2 separate regions of the Mus musculus genome follow, and region 2 is linked to region 1. A link is a contact called in public HiChIP or PLAC-seq data. All regions are on one chromosome and are shown on one strand. Each heading gives the region's core, a stretch centred on a gene start, on an enhancer-like site or on the middle of the called end of the contact. The rest is flanking DNA. Distances are from core to core; before and after follow the strand shown. Region 1 overlaps Ak9 (adenylate kinase 9). Region 2 overlaps Ccdc162 (coiled-coil domain containing 162).

The links. HiChIP or PLAC-seq counts read pairs in DNA pulled down with a chosen protein or histone mark.
Region 2: an H3K27ac HiChIP or PLAC-seq map of embryonic stem cells shows a contact between it and region 1, with 3 times the contacts expected there. The contact joins two enhancer-like sites. A contact is called at or near these places in 2 of 15 datasets of contacts at CTCF or cohesin (the NIH/3T3 cell line and large pre-B cells), 40 of 484 Hi-C or Micro-C datasets (the AML12 cell line, B cells, CD4 T cells and 24 more), 4 of 115 datasets of contacts at active chromatin or transcription factors (embryonic basal ganglia and embryonic stem cells) and 2 of 9 other capture datasets (adipose tissue and embryonic stem cells).

What each region holds. Positions count from the first base shown.
Region 1 is chr10:41,412,817-41,417,093 of GRCm38.p6, reverse strand. All of the region lies in intron 31 of Ak9 (adenylate kinase 9), which reads right to left. Among named protein-coding and RNA genes, the nearest start is that of Gm25626, 27 kb to the right of the region's middle. Within about 2 kb of position 1,808, at least 7 of the 459 cell types and tissues checked have an H3K27ac peak or open chromatin away from gene starts, as enhancers often do. A contact at or near this core is called in embryonic stem cells, where this site is marked.
Region 2 is chr10:41,687,651-41,692,227 of GRCm38.p6, reverse strand. Ccdc162 (coiled-coil domain containing 162) reads left to right here. Exons shown (of 48, transcript NM_001358562.1): 3 at 1,769-1,841; 4 at 2,093-2,203. Among named protein-coding and RNA genes, the nearest start is that of Mir3473b, 19 kb to the right of the region's middle. Within about 2 kb of position 1,872, at least 43 of the 459 cell types and tissues checked have an H3K27ac peak or open chromatin away from gene starts, as enhancers often do. A contact at or near this core is called in embryonic stem cells, where this site is marked.

The sequences.
Region 1 (4,277 bases), core at 559-3,058:
TGTTTTGTTTTTCTTTTCTTTTCAGGGGTAGGGAGGTTGCATGGGGGGAGGGCATATATCAAGGGATGGGGAGATGTGTGGGATTGGAGTGAATGATGTGAAATTCACAAAGAATCTGTAAAAAGTTTAAAGAGAGAAAAAGGAGAAATGCTTGGAAAAAAAACCAACAGAAATCCTGAAAATAGATATCTCAATAAATCAAACTTAAAAGAAACATTTGAAAGCATCACCCACCAACAGCTTAGATTAAGTGGAAGAACACCAGGGTTTGAAGACAAAACTCGACAACTTATATTCAGAGAGCAATAAAGAATAATAAGACAGAATAAACAAGATACTTGAGATCTATAGGATACTATCAAAAGATCATTTTAAGAGGAGTGTGATCAGTTCATACAAAGGAGAAACACAGGCAGAGGAACAACAACAACAACAACAAAAACCCATCAGTAAAACAATGACAGAAAATTTCCCACACATACACATACATATTTCTCAGAAGAAACTCCAAAGGCTTCAGGAAAGACGTTCAAGCCATGAAGGAAAATAAATTATTATAGCAAACCAAGTTATCATTCAAAATAGAAAGAGAAGTAAAGACCTTTTAAGACTAGCATAAACTAAATGAATTCATGATGTTGAATAGAAATTCACTGGGTGAGATGAATACATTGTCAAATGAGAATTAGGAACAAACCAAACACTGTCAGTTTAGCAAAGCATCCCAACTCTAGCAGTAATAAAGCAGAAATGGACACAGATTATTTCAAGTAACTAGAATGAAAACAAAATCAGGGCAGGAGTAGCACATGCCTTTCAATAGATCAGTGGTGCACATAAAGGGACTTAATTTTCTAATTAAAAATCACAGGTTGTCTGATTAGAATAAAACAAGTCTTAACAGTGTGCTGCCTGCAAGAAACTCACTTTTACCAACAAAGGTATACATAGACTAAAAACAAAAGGATAGAAAATAAAATTCTAAGCAAAGCAAGCAAGGTTAACTATATTCAGATCTGATCAAACAGATCTCAAGCCAAATTAGTTAAAAGAGACAATGATAATGCCATATTGATAAAAGGACTGTAACAGATCCCCAGACTTTAGCACAATTGACTCCATAATGGAAGTACCATTCAGGCCATAAAACTTAGCACATAGACATCCCAATCTGCTGAAATGAAAAGAAAGACTGGTTAATAAAGACTTTGTATTGGCTTAAACCCATGTCTGAGTAGTCTTCTCTTATGGATACCCCACAACCGCTCTAAGTTGAGTAGGTAGGGAATGGGGGTGGGGTGGGATGTATTTGATGTGACCAGAAGACAATGCATTAAATTCTCAAATAACTGTTTTTTAAAATAAAAGGAATTTTGTAGCCTCCCTCAGCCCTGAAGCAGGCTGATCTAGACTTTGACCTTGCTGCCACTAGAAGGAGATTACCTAGGGTGGAGCCTTCCAACCTAGATGGCTCTTTTGTTCTATCACCTGCCACTGCTCTCTCCAAGACACTGCTACCTGTTGAGAAGCCTCTGAGATATTCCGGAGGAATGTCCTATTCTGCACATTGCCTACAGGCTGGCTCCAGACACCAAGAATGGACTGGTGGGGGATGAGCCTTCCCCTTTTATAAGCACACTCTCTTAGTAAACTGGTGGGCCTTGAACAGAATCATGTCTTGGTCTCCAATAATCTCTCGCTGTCTAAGTCTCTTTCAGCCCCAGCCTGCCTCCCAGGTGTACCCGGTTCAAGTAGGCTACAGGCCGGCATACAACAGATTGGCATCTGAGCCAGGGACCTTGGGAATGTCGGGAAAACACTGAAGGAATCTGTTGTTTTGTGTGGAGCTCCAAGGGAAAGAAAGAATCAGAGATCGTATCAGGCACGGTGAGCAACAGGTATTTATGCTAGCACTGACTTTAAACTTCATTTTTTAAAAAGTGTTGCTGGAGGTGCTGAAGGATACGGGCTAAGTTTGGAACAGTGCTAACCCTGCGCTTTTTCCACTTAGGATTTGACAGCGAAATATGTGTGGGACTAGAAACTGTGAATCAGGCGGTTGTCTGCAGCTTTTAAAAGCTGTTTCAGGACTGGTGAGATGGCTCAGTGGGTAAGAGCACCCGACTGCTCTTCCGAAGGTTCGGAGTTCAAATCCCAGCAACCACATGGTGGCTCACAACCATCCGTAAAAAGATCTGACTCCCTCTTCTGGATTGTCTGAAGACAGCTACAGTGTACTTACATATAATAAATAAATGAATCTTTAAAAATATTTAAAAAAAAGCTGTTTCAGGCGAGAGGAATAGGGTTTAAAATGATGAAACATGCGGTTGTCCGCAGTTGAGAACTGCATCAGGCTAGAGGAATAGGGCTTAAAACTATGGAGTAAAATATATAGAGGAAAATGGATTTTGAAACTCTCCCAGAGACAGAGAGAATTTGGGGGACACCCTGCTTTATTCTCTCTGGCTCTACAGCAGTTCTCTGCCCTCTTTGTGTTGTCTAATGTCTGGTGCACTGGTTCATTTATGTTTTGATTCATGTGTGTTTTGTTTCGTTGTCTGAATGACTGAATGTTCTGTGTTTCATGTTGGAAAGTAAAGATGGCTAAAACTTTATCTTCTGGTTTAGCAAGAGAGTGGCCACACGCTTTAGCCAGGATCAGGCACAGCAGGAGGGCTCCTGCTGGAAAAAATAGTTTTTTTGAGAAAGGGAGTCTGCAGCCTCTTGGTTTTGGGGTGAAAAAGCTGATAGATGGTTTTTTTCCTAAGAAAATTCTCTGCAATCATGATTATTGCGTTTAGCTAATGACACAGTGCTTTTTATTTTATAATTATAGCTAGAAAAATTAAAATTCTGATTGGTCTAAGTGTAGCTGCTTCATTTGGCTTTTTACTGGTCTTAGATGTGTAATATGCTCTGCATGTCTTTATCGTAGAGTATTAGCTTATAAGTTATTGGGTATGATAAAAAAGGTGTAACACTGGTTACTAGAAAGTTAGTTTTAAATTGGCAACTCAGGAGTCTTTCAAACACGTGGCATAAAGCAGGCTAAAAAACTAGGCCTCTAAGGATACTTCTAGTTGAGATAATATTTAATGTAATTCTTATCCTAGAAAGTAGGATTAAGATAAGATTTAAAGCAATGTCTGTTTAATGAAGCATTAAAGCTTGCACTGTCATGTATTCATAGGTATAAATTGGCAGCCAAATCTTGCAATGTGGTAGTGAAGTTTTAATGTTGATTCTAAGGTGATAAATTGTTTTGAAATTGGGTTTTGCTTTCCCAAGGTTGTAGTTATAGTCTAATATTGCAAAGAAACTTAAAAGTTCTGAAATCTGTCCTCAGGGCAAGAGGAACTAAGCTCAGAGCAGCTTCTGTGCAGTTTGTGTGACTTTCTTTTGTCTTGCAAATGGTGTCTAAGGAAGCTCTGGAAACTTGCCTCTCCTGGCCTCCAGGGGAATTTTCTTTTAGCTGAAAGAACACTATTGCAGATCTACCCAGATGTTGTTCTAATAAAGTTTAAATTCTAAGTTTATAAAAAGGGTCAATCAGGCTGTAGAATTTATCAGGACATTGCGATTTGACATGCCTACTTCATGTATTGTAGATTTAAGAGTTTGTTTTTTCCTTTGCATTCTGATAATTGTAAAGAGTTTTGCTTCTAGTGAACTGGTGATTACTGGAAAATTTTGCCTGTAGGTATGGCTAACATAGCTTTACATTATATAAGAAAAATTCCTAGCGTCTTTGCCTCAATATAAGAAGCTAAGAGTTTGAATCTTTCAGAGTATATTGTTTCCTAAGTGAAAAGTATGTTATTAGCTAATGCCTCTCAAGGGAAGTTTACTTTAAATCCTTGCTCCCACACAAGGAGCTTTTAAGTTCTGGGGAGTAGCTGTTGCTCCAGAAAAGATTCAGAAGCAATATTCTTTTAATATTTAGGGTTTTAGTTATATCATAATATCGTGGTACAGAAAATCTAGGAACGAAAAATTGATTTGCTTCAAAATTTTATTTTCAAAAGCTTCCAGGAGATGTTAATTGGCTAAGACCTCACCTTAAACTCACCACAGGAGAACTTAAGCCTTTGTTAGGTGCTATTAAGTGAGACACAAATTAACTGACAAAGAACAAAAGGCTTTGCAGAAAATAAGAAAGCTTTTATAATTGTTATCAATTATAATCAATGGCAATTAAATATTACCTGCTTATTTTAGTTATGTGCCCACAGCAATTCCTTGTCAAGAGAAAACATTGTTGTAAAATCATCCTT
Region 2 (4,577 bases), core at 623-3,122, 280 kb before region 1:
GGGTCATTGCTTCTCTGCTCCATGAAGATTCAGAAAACAGACAACATACCTGTCATTGATGGCTGATTTTACTCTCAAGATCTTCTTCTTCCTGCTCTTCCTCCTCCCTCCTTCCATCCCTCCCTCTTTCCTCCCTCTCCACCAAGGGCTAGGAGAAGAGATAAGGCATGGATTGTCTCCAACTGTCTTAGTCAGGGTTTCTATTCCTGCACAAACATCATGACCAAGAAGCAAGTTGGGGAGGAAAGGGTTTATTCAGCTTACACTTCCACGTTGCTGTAGATCACCAAAGGAAGTCAGGAACTGGAACTCAAGCAGGGCAGGAAGCAGGAGCTGATGCAGAGGCCACGGAGGGATGTTCTTTACTGGCTTGCTTCCCCTGGCTTGCTCAGCTTGCTCTCTTATAGAACAAGATTACCAGCCCAGAGATGGCACCGCCCACAATGGGACCTCCCACCCCTGATCACTAATTGAGAAAATGCCTTACAGCTGGATCTCATGGAGGCATTTCCTCAAGGGAGGGTCCTTTCTCTGTGATAACTCCAGCCTGTGTCAAGTTGACACACAAAACCAGCCAGTATACCAGCTTCAAAAACCTGACACCAAGTGTCCAGGTGGGTGTTTAGGCTTCTGTGGCCCTAGGGACTTGCTGGCTTGGGCCATCCTTGCCCAGTGACCCTGCTGATCTTTTCTGTGGCGTCCCAGTCCTATTGCTTATACTGTCAAAGTGAGAACATGTATTTCCTTTTCTTGCCTTCTGTTCCCGCCCCTTAGTATTGGAGACTGAACCCAGGGCCTTGCCCATGCAAGACAAGTGCTCTAGCCACTGAGCTACGCCCCAGTCTCTTAACAGAGCATTTAACAGAAGTACTGTCCAACAAGGGAGCACATTACCAGTGCATTTTACAACATTATCTCAGGACTCTTGGGGCCAAGCGGACAATACCAAAGTAAGCTTACTGCTATGTCCCTCTGGCTCCCTCAAGTGTATCTTAGAAATATCACTGTGGCTCCTTGGCCAGGGGCTGCAAGCTAGGAATCTGCTTTGCTGCTGTCCTCTGGCATTCCCAGGGCTGCCAAGCCTCACGTTGCCCATTGAGCTCCATGGGGACAGCACTAATCTTCTGTCCTCGAGCTCCACTCCTCGCTTGTTGTCCAGCTTAGGGAAGGACTCCCTTCTCTGGGCTTGAACAGCCCATCCTCCATGTCTGCTCTGTGATTCCTAGGGTCCAGCTGTGTTCCTGAGGCAGCAAGTGTGGTTAAAGTTTTCCTAAAGGATTTCCCATTTGATAGTTCCATGTCGTTTCTACCTTCCAACAACCCACCATGAACATAAAAATAAAAACATTTTGTTTCAGTGATTAAAGTGTCAGTGTTCTATATCAACTAAAAAGACAACAAGGTTTAATAAGCACACTGTGTGTCAGACACAAGATTTCCCCTCTAAAAGGAATACAAGTGTGTGTGTGTGTGTGTGTGTGTGTGTGTGTGTGTGTGCGCGCGCGCGCGCATGGGTGGAGTAGGGGACTGGGGTAAATCAGAGGAAAGACTCTGGAGAGGAGAAAGAAACTGGCCAGGGAAGGGTTAGCAGAGATCAAGTATATCAAAGTAGAAGAGGGTGGCCTTTATACCCCACCACCACCATGGGCCAGAGTGACATTCCTTCTGGAAAGGTTGGGAAGGGTCACAGCGATCAGGCTGGCCGCCTGCTATCTGCTCTATCATAGCATCCCGTAACACAGCTTCTGTTGCACAAACCTCCCCGCAGCTCCGTTCAAATACCAAAGGATGTCGCTCACTTTAGACGCGAACGGGAAGCGGCTCTGAAGAGAACTCTCCAGGTGAGAGGGGGGCATGGGCGGAGTCAGGAAAACAAGTTCGATTTAGCTAAGGGAGAAAGAAGTTCGCAGGAAAAGCTCCCCACCCCCACCCCGGCAAACAGCTGATACTTTTGAACAAAACAGCCCCACATCCTGTTCATTGCTAAGCTAAGCAAGTGCGAATCATTGTATCCTTAGATAGATCGGATGTTTTGACATTTGAAATTTGGTAGATTGAGGATGTTTGAAACTCATTCATTGTTTGGGTTTAGGTGGCTGAGTCCAAGCCCCTTGTTATTCAGGCAGATGTCCTCAAGAGGGAGCTAGAGAGCTGCCTAAGGCGAGAGTACACACCGGAAAACCTTCCTCTGCTTCTGTTGCAGGTAGGGTCATCTTGCAATCTGAAAACATACTTGGAGTATATTAGAAAGGAATCAGCAAGCTGACTTTTAGGTAGCTCCTGTGGGCAAGTGTTCTGGAGATGGGTAATTTGCAGACTTGGTGTAAATGCTTTCTTCATCAGAGATCATTTCGTTCTCACAGCTAAGTTCAGCTTAAACTTGTTGGGCTGAGAGATTGACCGGGTCTGCCTAAATACTGTTTGTGCCGGTCTTCCACTCTGCAAGGAAAAAAACAACCTCCATCTCCCAAAGGCCAAAAAACAAAAACAAAAACGTTTATTTCTGAAAACCACTCTTAAGAAAATAATTCAAAGTAGGAAAATAATTTGCATTAAAATTCCTGCAACATTGTAATAAGAGTGAGAGATGGAGACAGGAGGGAAGAAGGGAAGGAGAGAGGGAGGGAGAAAACCAGCCAGCCTTACTACCGTCAAGAGAAAAGCAAATCAATGTAGATTGCTATTTGATAGACTATTGTCCTTCCATCGAGTGTTGTTGTTTTTGTTTTGTTTTGTTTGCAAAGGAATTACTTCATCTTGTGATATTAATTAAAACTATGTATGCACATTTGATAATATTGATCATATTGACCAAAGACAGAAGAATCCCTAAGCTTAGGTTGCAGGACAATGAAACACCCCTGAACTTTTATATAGCTTCTCAACTTTGCATAATCATGTAGTATTTAAAGTTTTTAAATGATTTATTCTTCACTTCTATTAAATCATTTAAGGTAGTCCATGTTATGAGTTGTTTCCCCTCTTAAATAAAGTTAGCTCTTTAGTAAGTAGTTAGTGCTAATCACAGAAGATAATGAGATTCTATTTGCAAGTTAAAATGTTGTTCATTTAGAATTTTTCTCTTTATAATTGTCTTTCTTCCTTCTTTTCTTTCCTCCCTCCCTCTTCCCTACCTGCCTCTCTCCTTACCACCTCCCTCCCTGCCTCCCTCCTTCCCTCCTCCCTCCCTCTTTCCCTCCTCCCTACCTGCTTTCCTTCTTCCCTCTTGCTTCCCCTCCTGCTTCCTTCCCTGCCTGCCTCCCTTCCTTCTGTTTTCCTGGTACTCACCATTCATTTTTGTGTAACAGGGTTCACAATGGAGGGAGAGGAAGGGTAGGGATAATAGATATTTGTGTCTGGAGATGTTCTTGGCTTCCAGAGTTTTGGGGGCAGTGGACATAGACGACTGGAGCATCTCATGTTTAGCTACCAGAGGCTAAGGATGATGTCGCACACTACTGCACAGAACATCCTGCAACTAAGAATTATGATGCCTCAATTGTCAACAGTGATAAGGTTGGAAAAGTTCTAGAACAGCCTGGATTTCCATAATATATTCATTCCTGTATTATCTGGAGAGCTTTCTTTAATGTCACTTGTAGTTCATGCCGGCCAGGAAGACATTCTCATGGTGTTTGTTATTTTATAAAAATGATTTTTTCTTTAATTTTATAAAGCTATTTTTCCTTGGTTATAGAATTCTGGACTGACAACTTCTATCATTCATTATTTTAAAGGTGCTACTCTATTCTCTTGTGACTTGAATGGATTCTATCTCGGAACACAATATATTTCCTGTTCTCTGGCTGTTTTAAGCTTTTAATAATTTTCAGATGTTTTATTATAATATATAGTGAGATTTTCTTTGCTTTTCTCTTGCTTGGAGTGAGACTTAACTTTTTGGATTGTGAATTTATTTATTTATTATTTCCAAATGAGGGAAGATGTCTCTTGGCTTGCTATCAGAGGCTTCATTCCAGGGTCACTTGTGCAAATCTCACAGCATTCACCTGGAAGGGACTAAGGTATAGTTTCTTATGGAGCTCGATGTGCGTGACCATGGCCCAGGAGCACAAAGTCAGGGTCTCGCAAGTTCCCTGTTCCAACATGGTAATGACATCATAAAGTTCTCATAGTAACACAACAAAGAAAAGTCACAAATCAAGACACTTTCAAATACACTGGTAGGCAAGTTACAGCTTGGGGGAAATCTCAGCTATATGTCTTGATTGCTATCTGGTGGTGTTTTTAGCCTTTTGGTTGGTGGAATGCCATGGGCAGACCCAGTCAGGGTCCCTCAACCCGGGGAGAATCAAGGTTCCTGTACTCAGGTGGGCAAGGAGTGACAAACAGACAGGAACACAAGAGAGTGCTGAATCTGAGTATAATTTCTCAAAGTGAGCATCAGGCTTATATAGTCATTACCGAAGAAAACAAGGTAGTTAGGTGATACATCAGCCAAAATTCACTGAAGTCATCCTATGCATAATGATTCTTTACACAAAACAGAAAAATGCATACATAAAAGCAGCAGGAACCAGGCAGTGGTTACAACTGAGATAAAATCAGCCCTACCT